Linked DNA regions of Sus scrofa: region 1 is linked to region 2. The links are chromatin contacts, called in public promoter capture Hi-C maps. All regions are on one chromosome and are shown on one strand. The core of a region is the stretch at or near the end of the contact, and the rest is flanking DNA. Distances in the headings are between cores, read along the strand shown.

The links. Promoter capture Hi-C pulls out the DNA fragments that hold promoters and counts their contacts.
Region 1: a promoter capture Hi-C map of fetal skeletal muscle shows a contact between it and region 2, with 4 times the contacts expected there. The contact joins the enhancer-like site here to the promoter of LRP6 in region 2. A contact is called at or near these places in 1 of 5 promoter capture datasets (fetal skeletal muscle), 2 of 47 Hi-C or Micro-C datasets (embryonic fibroblasts and mesenteric adipose tissue) and 2 of 2 datasets of contacts at active chromatin or transcription factors (alveolar macrophages and skeletal muscle).

Annotation. Positions count from the first base shown.
Region 1 is chr5:60,227,882-60,233,661 of Sscrofa11.1, forward strand. All of the region lies in intron 4 of LRP6 (low-density lipoprotein receptor-related protein 6), which reads left to right. Among named protein-coding and RNA genes, the nearest start is that of LRP6, 82 kb to the left of the region's middle. Within about 2 kb of position 3,925, at least 11 of the 83 cell types and tissues checked have an H3K27ac peak or open chromatin away from gene starts, as enhancers often do. A contact at or near this core is called in embryonic fibroblasts, fetal skeletal muscle and skeletal muscle, where this site is marked.
Region 2 is chr5:60,145,675-60,151,814 of Sscrofa11.1, forward strand. It overlaps LRP6 (low-density lipoprotein receptor-related protein 6), which reads left to right and starts at 3,367. Exons shown (of 24, transcript XM_021092344.1): 1 at 3,367-3,701. The coding sequence starts at 3,632.

The DNA of each region.
Region 1 (5,780 bases), core at 2,675-5,174, 83 kb after region 2:
AAAGCATTTGACAAAATTCAACATCTTTTCATGATTAACTCTCAAGTGGGTGTAGAGGGAACATACATACCTCAGCATAATGAGAGCTATGTATGACAGACCCACAGCTAATATCTTTCAAAGGTGGAAAGCTGAAAGTTTTTCCTTTACAGTCAAAATAAGACAAGGATGTCCACTCTTGGTTCTTTTTATTCAACACAGTACTGAAGGTCTTAGCCAGAGCAGTTAGTCCAAGAAAAGAAGGAAAAGACATCTAAATAGAAAGAAGTAAAACTATTTGCAGATGATCTGGTATTATATACAGAAAGTCCTAAAAACTACCACAAAACAATTGGAACTAATAAATTCAGTAGTAGTGCAGGATTATAAAATTAATACACAAAAATCAGCTGTGTTTCTGTATGCTATTACTATATTACAAAGCTATGGTAATCAAAACAGTATGGTGTTGGCATTAAAAACAGGCACATAGATCAGTGGAACGGAATAGAGAACCCAGAAATAAACCCACAGTTTGGTTGATAAATTTATGACAAAGGAGCCAAGAATAAATAGTACAGAAAGGATAATATTTTCAATAAATGATTTGGGAAAATCGATATCTACATATGAAAAGATGAAACTAGATCCCTGTCTTATACCACACCAAAAAAAATCAGTGCAAAAATGGATTAAAGGCTTCAGTACAAGACCTGAAACCATAAAACTTAAAGAAAAACAGGACAAGCTCCTTGACTTGGTCCTGGTTATGATTTTTTTGTGTGTTTGATATCTAAAGTAAACAGTACAGAGGCTCCTCAAAAAATTAAAAATATTACTTCCATATGATCCAATAATCCCACTTCTGAGTATTTATCCAAAGTAACTGACAGAAGTATCTTGAGATAACTGCACTGCCATGTTCGTAGTAGCATAATTCACAATATCCAAAACATGGAACAATCTATGTGTCTCCTATCAGTGGGTCAGTCTATCAAAGAAGATGTCATAAATCATATTTATTTGAATACTGTTCAGCCATGAGATGGAAGGACATCTATTCTTTGCAGTAATATGCGTGGACCTTGAGGCCATAATGCTTAGCGAAATGAGCCAGATAAAGACAAATATTGCATGGTGTCATTATATGTGGAATCTTAAAAAAAAAAAAAAAAAAAAAAGTCAAATTCATAGAAACACAGGAAAAATGGTTACCAGACAGTTAATTGAAAGCTCATATCAGTACTTTGTGTTGAAAAAATACCTACACATAAATACATATGTTTCTTTACTATGACCACTGCTGAAGACTAGGGGTAAAAATCATACCATTCAGGCGAAATGGTTGATTGTATGTCTCCTGCAAGAAGTGTCCAAGATGAGCTAGAATATTATGTCATATTGGACAGCAAGGAAGCTATTACAGGCTACCAGGGTCATTTCAGAAAGCCTGGAGAAATAACTTGAGAAGCCTCTCACTGGTCAAAGATTGATAGAAACCCATCAAGTGTGTTTAAATCCTTGTGTTCATAATGATTATTTGTTTGTTTTTGTCTTTTCTAGGGCCGCACCCATGGCATATGGAGGTTCCTAGGCTAGGGGTTTAACTGAAGCTGCAGCCGCCGTCCTACACCAGAGCCACAGCAACACCAGATCCTTAACCCACTGAGCGAGGCTGCAGGGATTGAACCCGCAACCTCATGGTTCCTAGTCGGATTCGTTAACCACTGAGCCACGACAGGAACTCTGTGATATATTTTTAAAAGAAGTAAGCAGCTTAGATTATGAATGGAGAACCAGTTCATTACCCTGAATGTTGCTAATGAAGAGGAAGAGTCAAGCAGTTTGTGCTCCCTTTCCTGTATGAATCTACCAGTAGCTAACCAAGTAGTAGGTTAAAGAAAGCTATTCCAGCTAATTTTAAAAATGATATAAAAGGAATAATTAGAATATCAGCATTTTATAACTTCCATTGAACCACTGGATCTAGGCATTGAACTTCAATAGCTGCTAATATCACAACAAGGAAAAGAATGAATAGACGCTTTTTTTTGCCACCTGATGGAAGAAAAGAGCATCCCTTTTATTTTGCCGAAGGATCACTTCACCTTGAGGCTGATCAAACTTGCAATTTGCAGGAGAAATAGAGGATAGAGACATACTGAACTGCACCGTGAGTGTGCATCAGCAGATCTGGACATACAGATCAAATATCCCAGGTCCTCCAGCAGATAAACTGTAAAGAATCATAAAGGAACCTGAGTTTAAAAGAGTCTGTAAAGGGGATGAATAGGCTGAGCACAGAGCATTTAAATTTAGGGTAGTGAAAATACGATAATGATAGGTACATGTCATAGTCCATCAGACCAAATCCATAGAACATGTACCACCAAGAATGATCCTTAAGGGAAACTGTAGACTTTGGGTGATTATGATGGGTCAGTGTAGGCTTAGTATTTGTAACAGAAGTACCACTCTGGTGGAGATGTTGATAATGGGGGAAAGCTGTGCATGTGTGGGGGCCAGGCATCTATGGGAAATTTCTTACCTTCCTTTTAGTTTGGCTGTGAACCTAATACTGCTCTAAAAAATAAAGAATTATAAAAGAGAGAGACTTAAAAGACATAGCAAATGAAAAAAATAGGTAGTCAAACCCAAACTGTTTTTCTGTGGATACACACTAGGGTAATAAAACTATAAAGGAAGGTAAGGAAGTGACTGCTACAAAGTCAGGATTACAGTTACTTTTGCAGAGAGGGAAGGAATGGGACAAGATCTGTGAGGTGTCTTCTGAGGTGGTTGGCAAAGTTCTTTCTTTTTCTGGATGAAAATTATAGGGTGTTTACCAGATACTAACTCATGAAATTATTATTTGTCTTGAATAGTTGTCTGTGTATCTGCTATTTCATATAATTTTTTATTTTTTTCTCAATGAATTTATTACATTTATAGTTGTACAGTGATCATCACAATCTAATTTTATAGGATTTCCATCCCACAAAATTTTTTTTAAAGTTATCTTTAAGCTTCTCAGCAGCTAGATTAAAATGAGTTCTCAGCACACATCATTGGAAAGGTGGAAACTTATGAGTTCTTTCTAAGGGAAGATTTTCATCATATTAAGTTGGAGAATTTTTTCACATGGAGTCAGTAGGGATGTAATGAATAGTGTTTACATTTTTCTGTGCACGTTGATTTCATATTACTTGCCCATGGTGGTCTTTGTTTAAAATTGGGGACATAATTCAGTAAAGGTAGTTCTCAAATGATTAAGCTAATGTTCAAGATGGTAATCTTCTAGTCTTAAAATGAGGATAGATTTAAGAGAAGCCAAGGAGAGAGGATAAACTCTGTATCTCTTAAACTGTCTTCTTTTAAAGATTGCTATTCTGGGAGTTCCCGTCATGGCACAGTGGTTAATGAATCCGACTAGGAACCATGAGGTTGTGGGTTCGATCCCTGGCCTTGCTCAGTGGGTTAAGGATCTGGCGTTGCCATGAGGTGTGATGTAGGTCACAGATGTGGCTCGGATCCTGGATGGCTTTGGTGTAGGCTGGCGGCAACAGCTCTGATAAGACCCCTAGCCTGGGAACCTCAATATGCTGCAGGAGTGGCCCAAGAAAAGGCAAAAAGACAAAAAAAAAAAATTTGCCATTCTAATTTTTTCTTTTAATAAGAACATATAGCAGAGTTACAGTACCTAGCACTTCTTGTTTACAGTACCTAAAATCTCTTAGATGGTATTATTTATTATAGGATAATAATTGTACACCATTCTTTATGAAATTGGTCCTTTTGACGATGCAAAAACGAAAGTATGAGCTTTTAGCTGGTCTTCCAGTGATAATGGATTTGTCCTTAAACTTCTGAAGGACTTTTGAATTCCTTTTGAGTGAACGCCGATGCATTTGCCAAAAAGCCATCCAAACTATTTACGGGTGCAGTCTGATCTTGGAAGGAGATAGCCGATAGATCACCACTTAGCCCTTGGGAACACTGTCCACAATCTTAGGTCTGTTAAATTTTCCAAAGAAAACTCACACAAAGTGAAAGAGTCTTAGCATTTCAGCTCTGGAAAAGGCTATTTAGTTGTTATTTTTTTTTCCCCTTCTTATCTGAAAAACCCACACAAGCTGTACAGTAATTGCCATGATGAGCTTCAGAAGCTCATGGCTGCCCCTCTTCCTTAACAGAAAAGAGACAATAGGAATTTATAGTACATTTCAAAGAGTCTTCATAGATGTGGAAGATGGTTTTAAGTATATCAGTTTGGTTTTGTATGTAGATAAAGCTTTCATGCATTTTCTAACATGCATTTATTAATGACAATTTAAAGAGATAGAATTTATCCCCTCCTTGGCTTCTCTTAGATCTATCTTTGTTTTAAGTCTAGAAGATTACCAACTTGAACAACACTATCCTTGAAGAAAGGGTATTACTTTTAAGACTTTCATGTAGTTCCTGATTACCAAAGTCAGGTTTTCCCATTAAGGTTATTAAAGTTGTTAAAGAATACTTTGGTTTGTCAGTGTTCCTGTTCAGCAGCAACAGGAATGTGAGGAGTGGTTGGAGGCAAGTGTAGAGAGTTGGAGAGGAGCCAGATGACACAGGGTCTAAAATTCTAAGATGAGGCTTTTGAATTTTACACTGGAAAGTATTAAGTCATTGGAGATTTTCAAGCAGCAAATTGACATGGATGGATTTGTTTTTTAGAAATACTATTTTGGTGGTTGTGTAGAGAATGGTTTGAAGATTATTATTTCACTTTCTTAAATCTTCCAAGTAATCATCCTTGTTCTCCGGATAAAGTATAAATCCTTCACTGTAACTTACATGATCTAATTCCTTTACCTCGTTTTAAACAGATATTCTCACCACTTCCTTCCTTGTGTACTCTGTGCCAGTGCTAACATACCACTTGTGGCTCCCTGATGGTGTCTGTGATGGCTCTTAGATTTCTGCTTTGAATGACTGGTTTGATGGAAGTGCCATTCATTGAGATAGAAGATTCAGGAAAGGAGGGTAGATTCTTTTTCCTTTCTTTACTCTTTTCTTTCTTTCTTTACTCTTTTCTGTCTTTCTTTACTCTCTTCTTTCTTTCTTTCTTTCTTTCTTTCTTTCTTTCTTTCTTTCTTTCTTTCTTTCTTTTGTGTAGGAAGAGAATGTGGTTGAGTTCAGCTTTGGACATGTTTGTGTTGCTTACAGAAAACTATGGTGATAAAAAGTCTGAGGAATTTTGGTTATATGAACCTGCAGCTCCACAGAGCAGTCTCAGAAGGAGATACAGATTTATAGACATTATCAAGTTAATGGTTATTAAAGCCATGGACCATAAACATAGAGGAATTTTACATTAGTCCTAGAGACTTAGGCAAAGATAACCACATACCAGAAATCTGAAGAATTTCCACAGGGTTCAGGATTGAAGGATGTCCCATTCTGACTGAGCTGTTGCCTGATCAGCCATCCTTGTTCTCCTAGTTCTAGGAAACCAGCTCAGACGCAGGCACATCAACATGGCTGGTCATCTACTGAGCTTGTGAAGGATCTGCTTCCTAACGAAGCAAATTGAAGACATTTACCTAAATAAGCAATAGTAACTACAACTCTAGGGATGGTGGCTGAAGGTGAGGGTAATGAGAGGGAGGTGGGATAGGGTGGAAAGTAGGCCTCATCTGGAGTCTCTTAGCACCTCTGGGAAATACACCAGACACTGAAGGCACATGTTATGGCAACCATACTTGACATGATTGAGCATGTTAGGCAAAGATCAGAGGTAATTAAAACTGGCTTGAATGAGC
Region 2 (6,140 bases), core at 2,117-4,616:
GTGCCTTTATTTTTTTCATTTTTTAAAAATTGCTAATTTATAGTCAGTGTTGTATTAGTTTCAAGTGCACAGCAAAGTGATTCAGTTACACACACACACACACACACACACACACACACACACACACACACAAACACTCACATATATTCTTTTTCAGCTTCTTTTCCGTTAGAGGTTACTACAAGATACTGTGTATAGTTCCCTGTGCTGTATAGTAGGTCCCACTATTTTAGTAATGTTTATATGTTAATCCCAAACTCCTAAATACCTTTAAAGAAATTTCAAAAAAAAATACATTAAAGAAAATTTAAGAACAGGAAAGTGAAACAACTCTCACATAATTTCACCAGCCTAATACCTATTTCAGTGCATTTACTTTTGGTCTTTTCTCAAATATGCGAATACACACACACACACTATATGTTTATGTTTATATATATCTATATATTTATATTTTATATGGCTGTAATTAAAGTGTACATGCACTTTTATATGTTTTTAAGGCTCACAAACTGCAGGTATTTTCCAACATTTTTGCATAGTCCTCCAAATTATCATTTTCAAGCATTGCATTGTATCTCATTTCCCTACTTAGGTTGACAGCCTAAAAGAGCCTTAGCTTATACCCAGCTTTCTGCTATAAATAGTAACAGATCCAGGTTTTGAGGGACTTGAAATTTATACAATTTTGAGTGATGTTTTCAGAAAAATAATTCAAAATTGTCTAACTTTTGCAAATAGGACCATATGAACACATTGTTAGAGTCCCTCTCCAGGCTTTGGAAAGGGCCTTTAAAAGTGGGGGGAGGGGTTCTGGAGTTCCTGCTGTGACTCAGCCGTAAGGAACCAGGCTAGTATCTCTGAGAACGTGGGTTACGTTTTGGCCTCACACAGTGGGTTAAAGGATCTGGCGTTGCTGTGAGCTACAGTGTAGGTTACAGACAAGGCTCGTATCCCATGTTGCTGTGGCTGCGGTATAAGCCAGTAGCTATGGCTCTGATTGGACCCCTAACCTGGGAACTTCTGTATGCCGCAGGAGCAGCCCTAAAAAGACCAAAAAAAAAAAAAAAAAAAGTGTGGGGATGTCCTGAAGTTTCCTGGTGGCTCCGTGGGTTAAGGATCTGGTGTTGTCATTGCAATGGCTCAGGTCACTACTGTGGCATGGGTTGGATCCCTGGCTCGGGGCTTCCACAGCCATGGTTGAGGCCAAACAAACAACAAAAAGAAAGTAAGAAAGAAAGTAAGAAAATGAGGTGTTCTGGAGGTTAATTTTTCCTTTCTGGCCACGCCTGTGGCATACAGAAGCTCCCAGGCTAGAGATCCAACCTGTGCCCACAGCAGTGACCTGAGCTGCTGTACCACAATGGAACTCCCTGCAGGTTAATTTTCATTGGCTTTGTAGTTATCTACTTCTACTTAGAAATTATCCTGGAATAAACATCTTGAATATGTACTTTTCCTCCTTGTATTCCATAATTTCTGAAGGATTCCAAGTTACTATGATACCATTCGCTTTGCAGGAGTTGAGAAAGGAAATGATCATTTATTCAGCACCTATTATATACTGAGAAATATTTTTTCTTTAAAATTCTTTAAAATTCTTTAAAATTTAATTCCTACTATAAGCCTGATCGAGGTATTATTCCCATTTTTACAAATGAGAAAAACGAGGTGCAGTATACCTAAATTTCATGCCCAAAGTTACACATCTAGTAACTGGTAGGATTTGAATCCTAACCATCTCTTTCCAAAGCTCATGCCTTCCCAACTACATCATGGTGTCGCCACAGACTCATAGCTTCGAGGTGACATTCTCTAGGCAATTGCTGAAAACCTGGTTCTCGATTATCTGTTTTGAGGAGGACAGAATACAAAACTTGCCAAGTCCTGACATGGTTCTTGGAGGAAGGTAATTTAAATTAGTGGCGGCTAGACGTTCTCAGGTGAATTTAGGAGAAAATGATTTGGCTCTTTTTTGCCCTTCTATCTGCTCACAGACACCCCTGGCTTTGGATCAGTGCGCATTTCTCCGACAGAGCAGGGTCTGCAGTCGGAAGACCTGGCTTGGGTTTGGACGGGCTAGTCGCCACCTGACTGGCCTTGGGAAAGTCATTGAACCCCTCAGATTCTCATTTTCCTCCTCTGTGCAATAAGGATACTAAGTAACACAACCTGCCTTACCCCAGGGTAGTTGAGTGTCAAATCATGTGTGCGCAGCACTTGGTGAACCGCGTCACTGAGACGCTAGTACCAACGTAGGGGCATCCCCGCCTCTGCACCATCTGCCCCCAGGTGAGGGCGTGTGACGGCTGGGCAGGATGCACCTGATAGTTCCTTTATGGTTAACTCCTGATGGTGTGCCCTCCTGGACTGAAGCTGCCACGTGACTCCAGGGACGTCTGAGCACCTATCCCTGAACGCCCAGTGCCCGGAGAGCAGCCAGCAGAGGCTGAGCAAAATCACTCTGAGATGCTGAGGAATCTTTTCCTTCTCCAGCTGAGAACTGATCATCAAAACATGCCAAACAACCATCATTAAACGCAATTTGTAAAATCCAGAATTCAGTCCTGACCCATTGTCCCTTTACTCTCTCTTAGGTATCTTGGAATTTTATCTGCCAGTTTAGAAATCTTTAGTCCTTGTCGGACTTAATTGTGGGGGCAGTCTGCAGTTCTGGGAAGCCAGGAGGAAAAAATAAATCTCCGTTTTGTGTTGGCGTTTGAGCACCCTTCACCATATCCACGTTGAAAGCTGGTGGATACAGCATTAGTTTTTATTTTCTTTAAAAAGAGATATGCTTAAAAAAAAAAGAGATGCGTAAACCAATTCCCAATCCTGGAGACTGAGCTCATCACCCCGTATCGATATCCCAGAGCGTGGACTTGCAGCTCCGCGGCTCCAGCCAATCTGCCCCCGCCGCCCTCAACGCCCTCGCCGCCCTGGCCCAGGTGGCGGCCGGCGTGGCCCGAGAACCCCACCTGGCTCAGCCCGCGGCTGCCGCACAAAGAGCAGAGCAGGCGGCGGCCCGGCCGAGCCGCAGAAAGTAGTCCCGACCACGCCGGCACCGATGTTGTTCGACGTCGCTTCACGCCCTCCGCGGGGAGGGCCGAAGGGGCCGGCCCGGGAAAGAATCCCATCGGAATGCGCCGCCGGGCGGCCTTTCCCCTCCTGCCCGCTTTTGCTCGCCCCTCGCATTTCCCGGGGTCTGCCAGCCGAGGCCGTGCGCGCGGCCCTCTCTCCTTTTCTAAACCGCCCGGGAGGCGGTGCCGAGGGAGGGGGCTCGCCCGCGCGCAGGGAGACCTCGGCGGCGACCCGTGGCGGCGGCGGGAGCCGGTATCCCTGCGCCGCGGCGTGAGAGGAAGAGGCTGAATGAGGAACTGCGCGGGGGAAGCGGGGCGCCGGGGGAGGAGGCGGCGGGATGGAAGCAGACGCTGGCGTCGCGCGAGCCCCGGGCGGAGCGGCGCGGTAGAGAGGGCGGCGGCGGCGCGCGCGGAGCCTTGACGTGCCCCTTTCTTTCTTCTCTCTCTCCGGAAAGCTGGGAAGCATGAGCGTGCAGACCTGCCGCTGCCGCGGCCGCCCCGGCTCCTCGCCTCCCCCTCTTCGGGCCGCCCCTCGCCGGTGAGAGAAGCGAATGCGAGAAGGGAAGATGGGGGCCGTCCTGAGGAGCCTCCTGGCCTGCAGTTTCTGCGTGCTCCTGAGAGGTGGGAAGCACGGGGACGGGGAAAGTTGGTGGGGTTTTGGGGGGAGGGGGCCTCATTCTGTGTGTCTGGGGGAGGGGAGGGAGGGAGGCGAAGAAGGGGAAGAGGAGCGGGGAGAGGCCTGGTCTTGGGGAAGGAGGGAGAGAGGGGCCCGGGAGAAGGGGCTGCGCGCTCCGCCCGGCCACGATGCAGCCCCCGCCTCGCCTGCCCGACCTGGTCGGAACGGATGATTCTAAGTTTACCATTAGCAGCCTGTGCGGGTAACCCCCTGGACCCCCCATTCTTTCCGTGCGACTGAGGGTCGGTGTGTCTGTTTCTGCGTGGAGTCACTGGGGACTAGGGGCTTTGTATGGATTTTGGCCCTTGGAATGTTTGAGCCTGAGATGCTTCAACGTCGGGCTTCTCCTGCCCCCACCTTTTCCGTGTCTGTCTTGTGAACTTTTAGAGCCCTCTTACTATTTTTCCAGGCCTTGTTACAACTAATAATTGGCTTCCTTTGGGGATATAATGATCGTGGGTGAGAGCACAGTTGGAAAGCGACTCCGAGGTTATAGGTCGAGCGTTTCAGCCTTGGGAGTCGTCTGGGCTTCAGCCCGTGATAAAATAGAAACGTTGCCCTTGTAACCCCTGGTATTCAGAACTTGCCCCTATTTTCGGAGCTTGCAAGTGTACAGTTGGCACCAAGCAGGAAAGTCATCCTTGGTGGAGAGGAGCCTGTCCCGGGACCTAAGCTACCATCTGCTGCGCTCCCCGGGAGAATTTGCTCGAGAATCGAGTAAATTCTGTGGTTCCTTGGCTTGTTTGTTTGTTTTTAATTGGCCCGCAAAGCTGTCACATAGGCTGTGACTTTTATTTTGTGATTTTAGTTCGCTGAGGTTTTTGACTGGCCCGCAAGATTTCAGCAGCTATTCTCAAACTTAGCCAGTGTTGAGGCAGTGATGACTCTGATGCTGTGGGGCATTTACCAGCCGAGCAATTTAAGTGCCAATTGATGCAATGATTTGTATGTAGCTTTGGTTTCGTTAAGATTTTCGCTTGTGTTCACTGTCAGTTCTTTTCAGATATGGGACCTCTTGAGTGTAAGGAGATTTTTAGCTATTAATTTAACAGGCTAAACGTTTGTTAAGTGTTCAAACTTAACGGAAGTTTCCAGAGCACGATAGTAACTAACCGTGTTGTGCTATAAATGAGCCAGATAAGCTATTTGTGTGCATATTTATTTATTTTGGATAAGCGTGATTGACAATTTTGAGAGGAGAAATTTTTTTCCTTTATTCGTGTCTCAGGATTATAATGTCTGCATGTTGTATCTACTTATACTTAATAATTGGGACTCAACTGTAAGCACATTCCAAACTATTTCCACGTTTAAACTCCAGAAAGATAGTGCTTATTTCATTTTCTTGGCTGAGAATTTAATGCAGTTTTAAGTACTTAAGAGGTTTAATAAGTATATGTTTATTACAGTTTACTCCTTGTTGAAAGGGGATTATATTTGACATAAGAATATGTGTATATTTAAAGGTTAATAAATAGAATCAGCTGATGGGTTAAAGTCTTGGGGAAATTGAAAATCATTACCTGGCATGCTTCTGGTTGCTCAGTTGTATTTCTTGGAATAGAAGGATTTGATGTAAATGTTTAACACCAAGTTTGAGCCCAGAGTTGGTTTTGGTCATTATTGGAGTTAAGAGAAATAATGAGTTATATTTTGAAATGTGATACTATATATGAAGACCTAAAAGAGTTAATAGTTTAAATTGTCTCATTTCCACTAGGAAACAAAGTTTTGAAAAGTGAAGCTCTCATTTTAAATGTAGCATATTAATGGTATAAGGTGGTCTTTGAATTTAACCTACTTAACTATGTATTTCAACTAAAACTGTTTTTCACTGTGGAAGATTTTTATTCATAACTTATATTCTTTTCATTCCTTGCTAATGTCGTCTTCTGTTAAAACAGTGATATTAGTTAACCTTGGACTCCAGGGAGAAATGTAATTAACTAGTTTAATTAAGCTCATTTGTCTTCACAGAAGAGTTGGAGCTCTAACATTGGGAAGGTGGGATGATGAGAGAGTTGGGGAGAACTTTTTTCTGTAGCTCTGTTACACCAATAGCTGAGAGCTAGGGCATAATACTATCATCATCTGGGCTGCATCCCTTTCCCTACCATCAGAGGAAAAGGTGTGAAGGATAGATTTGGGAATTTCAATCCGAAAATGTTGGATTTAAAGCCTGTGTTGGTGTTCCTCTCGTGGCGCAGTGGTTAACGATTCCGACTAGGAATCATGAGGTTGCGGGTTCTATTCCTGGCCTTGCTCAGTGGGTTAAGGATCCCGTGTTGCTGTAAGCTGTGGTGTAGGTTGCAGACGCGGCTTGGATCCTGTGCTGCTGTGGTTGTGGTGTAGGCTGGCGGCTACAGCTCCGATTAGACCCCTAG